Linked DNA regions of Oryctolagus cuniculus: region 1 is linked to region 2. Evidence: chromatin contacts called from public Hi-C data. All regions are on one chromosome and are shown on one strand. Each heading gives the region's core, a stretch centred on a gene start, on an enhancer-like site or on the middle of the called end of the contact. The rest is flanking DNA. Distances are from core to core; before and after follow the strand shown.

Region 1 (2,795 bases), core at 288-2,787, 170 kb after region 2:
CCCCCAGGACTCGCTCTCCTTGTTGTCCAGGCGACAGGCCGCAGCAGCCCCCCGGCTCCGGAGGGCCGGCTGGGCACCCCCAGCCCCTCCCAGGAGATCCAGGACAAGGGCAGTGAGGAAGAGGAGCCTTCGGCCCGCCATGCCACAGCCAGAGAAGGGACATCCAGGCATGCCACGAGCTGAAAGACACAAAGGCCGCTTACGTGAGCTGCCAGCCTGGGCTGTGCACCTGCTCAGGCCACGCGGCGCCTCCCCGCCCCTCCCAGAGGCCATGGAATCCACCCGGGACCCGATGGTGGGCGTGCAGAGCAAGGGGGCTCTGCTCCACCGCACGCCACACGCCGGCTCCTCAGGAGCAAACATTTTTTCCCTCTGAGCCAGCAGCAGGCAGCGGTGTAGCAGCGTGTCTGCCAGAGGCTACGCTTTCTCTGATGACAGGGTGAGGCTCTGGCTGGGCTCCATCCAGCCACCGGCCAGCCCGGCCCAGCTGGGTGTCTCTGGTTGCCAGGGGAGGCTGCGCCGCCAGCATGGGCCCAGGGTGAGGACAGCCCAGGGATGGAGGCTGCCACTGTCCAGCCAGATGGGGAGGCACAGGTGGGGGAGGCTGAGCAGCTGAGCCAGGACCACCAGACCTGATCGTGATGAGCCCACGGCCCGGCAGGGCTGACAGGAGGTGGGGCTGGCGAGCAGGCTGCTCCTCCGCGAGATGCCCAAGTTTTACAGACTCAGAGAACTGGGGGCGAGCGCGGCCTTCCTGCCACGGTGGTCAGGGTGGGGTGGGCGAGAGGGCAGGTGGCCGGGCCAGCACGGCCCAGGCACAGAGAGGGGGCAGCCCGCAGGGACGTATCCGCTGGCGGATCACGGGGAATCAGTCACAGGATGGGGCCGTGCCTGACTCAACCAAGTGAGGAGTTCAGGCTGGAAACTCGGCGTGTGAGTCCGCCCTGACTTATGACCTTGACCTGGTTCGGCTCTGCCTCAGTTTCCTCACCGGCTGGGCTAGGGAGGGGCGCGGGAAGGCGGCTGCCCCTGGGCGGTGGAAAAGATGCCTATGTCCGGGGAGGGCTGGGGTGGGGGGCTCCGGGCCTTCGCTGTCCCAAGCCCCCGAGGATGGCACCGGCTGGGCTCCACCGGGGACCAGAGGCAGCCCCGGGCCAGGCCGAGTCCGGGCCGGGTCACCCAGAGGGGAAGGGACCCCAAGTTTGGGAGAGGAGCAGAAGAAGAGAGTCAGATGCAGGGGGTCAGCACGGGAGAGCGGGCGCAGGGAGCGAAGGCGGAGACCGGGAGCAAGTGTGGGCGGCAAGGGAGAGGAGTCCGAGGCAGGCAAGTTAAGTCGCGGGCTCCGGGAGAGGGGTCCGGCCCGACCGGGCGAGCCGCGCGGCTCGGGTCCGCGGTCACTCACCGTGCGGCGGCGGCGGCGGCGGCGGCGCTCCAGGCGGCCCCGGCCATCCAGCTGCGGCGCCGCGCCCCGCCCCGGCTCGGCCCCGCCCGGCCCCGGCCGCCCGGCCCCCGGCCCGGAGCCGCCCCCCGCGCGCGGCCACGTCACACCGGGCCTGTCCGGAACCTGACGCGCTGCGCGCCGTGGGGCCTCGGGGGGCGGCGGCGGAGCGCGCTTCCGCCTCGCAGCCCTGGGGGACCCGAACGGCCAGCGCACTTCCGCTCGGGCCGGGCCACCGGGCGGCTAGGGGAAAGCGGACGGAAGTGAGGTTCCCCGCCCCTGGCGGAAATCGCGTTCTGCCGGGCCGGCCGGCCGGCGGGGGCGGCGATCGGGCCGGGCGGCTGGACTTGGGGGCTCTGCCGACCGCTTCCTCTCTGGGCTGCAGTCCCGCCCGCGGCCGCACGGGGGCGCGCCCGGCCGCCAGACCGCGCCGACCGAAGCCGTCCGGGGGCTGGGATGGCCGGATGGCTGCGGCGCTCCTGCTCTGAGTCAACCGGGCCTGGCTCCTCCAAGAACCAGGGAAAGGGGAAGTGCCTGCCGCAGGGAGGGGCCTGGCCCCGGGAACCTCAGAAGAGGGAATTTTATTCTTACTCATCGAATTATTTTTATGCTTTGGTTTTTCGCTGGGAACCTCAGGCCACTGTCTCCAAGACTTGTAACCCTTTGGGGTCCACTGCACGCTGGCTGGACCTCCTGTTGGGAACGCCAGAGCCTGGGGAGCTCCGCGCTCTGCTCACGGAGAGAAAGCCAGGCCTGACCTCTTCTCTCATCTCAGAGTAGGGCTGCAAACGGCATTGTAACCACAGCGTACTGAGCACCTACTGTGTGCCGTTCGCTCTGCGCGCACCATCTCACTGGGTCCTCGTTTGTCCTATTGAGGTGCATATTGCTAGCCCTGGGTCACAGCCCAGAGCCACCTCCACCTCCAGGGCCTCCACCGCTGTGGGCGTCTGGCCCAGCAGTTCACTTTGCATCCTTTCTCTGGGAGTCACCCAGGACAGGAGAGGGAGGGAGCATTTGGATCCTTGAGGTTACACCGGAGCAGGGGTCCCGAAGCCTCCCATGTCACTTTTCCCCCTCCTGGGCACAGTCTGGTTCTGGCCCCACCTGCTGCTCCAATGGCTGCTCCTGCCGGGACCCCAGCTCCCCGTGGGGAGAAGGACCTGCTTCTCCTTGGAAGGCTTTCTGCCTGCCTCACCCCCACCAGAACCACGGGGCTGCCGGGACACCTTTCTGGTCCCCTGCAGAATTCTAAAACGGAAGTCTCCGGTTAGTTTGTCTGCAAAGGGAGGAAGACACACAGAGATGCTGCCCCCGGGAATTCAGATGTCCCTCTCTGCGTATGCAAATCACCCTC
Region 2 (2,789 bases), core at 157-2,656:
ACCTGAACGTGCTGGACATACTTGGGCAGGATTTCAGCCACGTATTCCCCGAAAGCTGAGAGTTGCTTGTGGGCCACGTCATTCCGTGGTCTGACAGTGGCTGGAAAGAAAAGAGACAGTCAACAAAGGAACGGAGGGAGCCGCAGCCGGCCTTCCACAGTCTCTCGGGCTTCTAAGGGGCGTCATGTCCCAGCAGAGATCCCTGGAGACCCTCGAGAAAGGTGGGACTGGAAGCCATGAGAACGTGGGGAAATAACATCTCAACCACAGTCCACAGGACTCAGCACTGCAACTGCGATGTTGGCATCTTTCAGAACGCCCACAGCTCTCTGACATAGGGCGCAATCTCAGCTCCCCTGCTAGACCAGGAGCTGAGGACAGGAACCAACACTTTTGCTTTTCCGTATCTCCTTATCCCAGGTTCTCAAGCTAAGAACTTTAGGGCTGAAGAGCCCTCAGAGATGATTTCTTGAAATGGTCAGGGTTTGTTTTGTTTGTATGAGACAAAGGAGACCCAGAAAGGAGGGGATGCCAGGTCTGCCAGCTCCCAGCCTGCTTATCATGTTGACTGCAACACAGGATCTCCCTGCAATGACCTAAATCACTGACAAGCTGCAGAGTGCTGGGTGGGCCCGCTCTGTCACTCACTAGGCCTGTGACCCGGGCAATTTCACTCTCCGGGTCTGCAGTGTGGGGAGTTACTAGCTACATCCTAAAAATGACATGAAGACTACAGAAGATCATTCACTAAAAAGCCGAGTGAGGAGCTCTGACACAGAGGAAACACCGGGAGCTGCTAGCATCCCACGGCTCAGACCCAGAAGTTAGGTTTCCTGCTCTTTCATAAGAGCTGGCAGTTCAGTCAGAGAAACAGGGTCACGGAGGTGGCCAAAGGACAATCAGGCAGTAACAGAAGGGTCTAAGAGCACGGACGCGGCTGGCTTCTGCAGTCAGGTTTCCAAGGACAGGAAGGCATCCGCCAGGGGCACGCGGTGAAGGGCACCCTAGGCAAGGACCCCGGTGAGCAGTCCCCGTCGGCGGGACGGAGAAGAGCGCTGCCCGCACATACTCACGGCGCGTGTCGGCCGCGGCGCTCTCCTTCCTCACCGGCAGCAACAGCACCGAGGGTCGCCCGGTCCCTGCACAGGCAGATAAAAGGCACAGACGCGCGGGGTGAGGCGTGAGGAGCTCAGCGCGCCGGGCGCGCCCCTCCTCTTAAACCCGGCCTCAGCCGATTGCCCCCTGCTCACCCCTGGCCAGCGTGGCGGCCCTCACGAGACCGCGCCACCAGCCCCTAGCCGCCACTGCCGCCATGTTGCCCGGATGTCCACCAACTAGCCCAGGGAAGGTTCGCAGGACACGGAGCCCCAAGGGCACGGACCGGAAGCGGAAGTGTGCAGCAGATCTTCTTCCGGGCGGACTCGAGGCCGGAAGCAGGGGTTCCGGATTCCGGGCACCGGGATGAAAGGAGGGAAGGCAGGTGAGAAAACGCGACGGACAGGTGGGAAAGCCGTGAGGTGGACGTAGCCTTAGCTCAGTGTGACAGAGGCTGGAGAGAAGGTGAGGACGCCGAAGACCTGGGGGGTGAAGGGAGGGAAGGAGCGGGCGTTCTGGGTTCTACGTTCCACACCCCTCCCCCGCTCTCCAGCCTAAGCTTTTGACGAGGGCAGGCGGGACTGAGGGGGAAGAACCGTTTCCCTGGCGACCGTTTCCCTGGCGACACCAGGTGGAGTGGGGACCCTGCACTGGGTGATGGACCTCCTAGTGCCCCGGGCTGGGGGCGGCTGGGCTCTGTCTCGAGTTCCGGGACGGAGCCTTGGGAAGTCATTAGGGCAGGCCGGGAAGTGGGTGGGGGAGAAGCTCAGAACAGCAGGAGTGGGGCTGACGGCTGTCCCGGGCCAAGCCTCAAACTGGAGGGTCTGGGCCCCATGCATAGGGCAAGAGGTGACTTGGCCACAAGGACGTAGATCTTGTTTTGTGTAGTTCTGCTGCCCGAGGATCCCTAGTTTTATGCTCGAGTTGGTTGCTTAGTAAGGCTTTTAAGGTCACCAGCTTTTATGTGTGGTCCTAAATCCTGTCTTTTGTTAACATTATGAAAGGAATATTACGTATTTTCTCAAGGAAGCCCCCAGAGTTGGAGCTTTGGTTGATTTCACTGGGGGAGGGATGCCTTCGCAGGAGAGAGAACCTGGCTTTGGATGCAGGAGAGGGTCAGGGGCATCATCCGCAGGGCCAGGACTGAGGCCAGTGTGGACCCACTTTGCCCTCACCTTTCCCTTCTCCCTGCCTCATTTGGAGAGTTGGATTCACAGACTGTGGCTGTGAATTCCCCCAAGTTACCCGGGGTGGTATTGCTTTGCAGACAGCTGGCAGAGAGAGAAGCTGGCTACCATGGAATCACCAGAGGAGCCCGGAGCGTCCATGGATGAGAACTACTTTGTGAACTACACTTTCAAAGACCGGTCACACTCGGGTCGTGTGGCTCAGGGCATCATGAAACTGTGTCTGGAGGAGGAGCTCTTTGCTGATGTCACCATTTCCGTGGAAGGCCGGGAGTTTCAGCTCCACCGGCTGGTCCTTTCAGCTCAGAGCTGCTTCTTCCGGTCTATGTTTACTTCCAACCTGAAGGAGGCCCACAACCGGGTGATCGTGCTGCAGGATGTCAGCGAGTCTGTGTTCCAGCTCCTGGTTGATTATATCTACCACGGGACTGTGAAACTTCGAGCTGATGAGCTGCAGGAAATCTATGAGGTGTCAGACATGTATCAGCTGACGTCTCTCTTTGAGGA

The links. Hi-C and Micro-C count contacts between places; a contact is called where the count stands out from the background.
Region 1: a Hi-C map of skin fibroblasts shows a contact between it and region 2, with 4 times the contacts expected there. The contact joins the promoter of SLC39A13 here to the promoter of NDUFS3 in region 2. A contact is called at or near these places in 2 of 6 Hi-C or Micro-C datasets (ear pinna and skin fibroblasts).

Annotation. Positions count from the first base shown.
Region 1 is chr1:18,583,271-18,586,065 of mOryCun1.1, forward strand. It overlaps SLC39A13 (solute carrier family 39 member 13), which reads right to left and starts at 1,538. Exons shown (of 10, transcript XR_007922289.2): 1 at 1,403-1,538; 2 at 1-179.
Region 2 is chr1:18,411,142-18,413,930 of mOryCun1.1, forward strand. NDUFS3 (NADH:ubiquinone oxidoreductase core subunit S3) reads right to left here and starts at 1,407. Exons shown (of 7, transcript XM_002709101.5): 1 at 1,251-1,407; 2 at 1,074-1,139; 3 at 3-100. The coding sequence starts at 1,314. It overlaps KBTBD4 (kelch repeat and BTB domain containing 4), which reads left to right and starts at 1,325. Exons shown (of 4, transcript XM_002709100.5): 1 at 1,325-1,480; 2 at 2,363-2,789. The coding sequence starts at 1,462.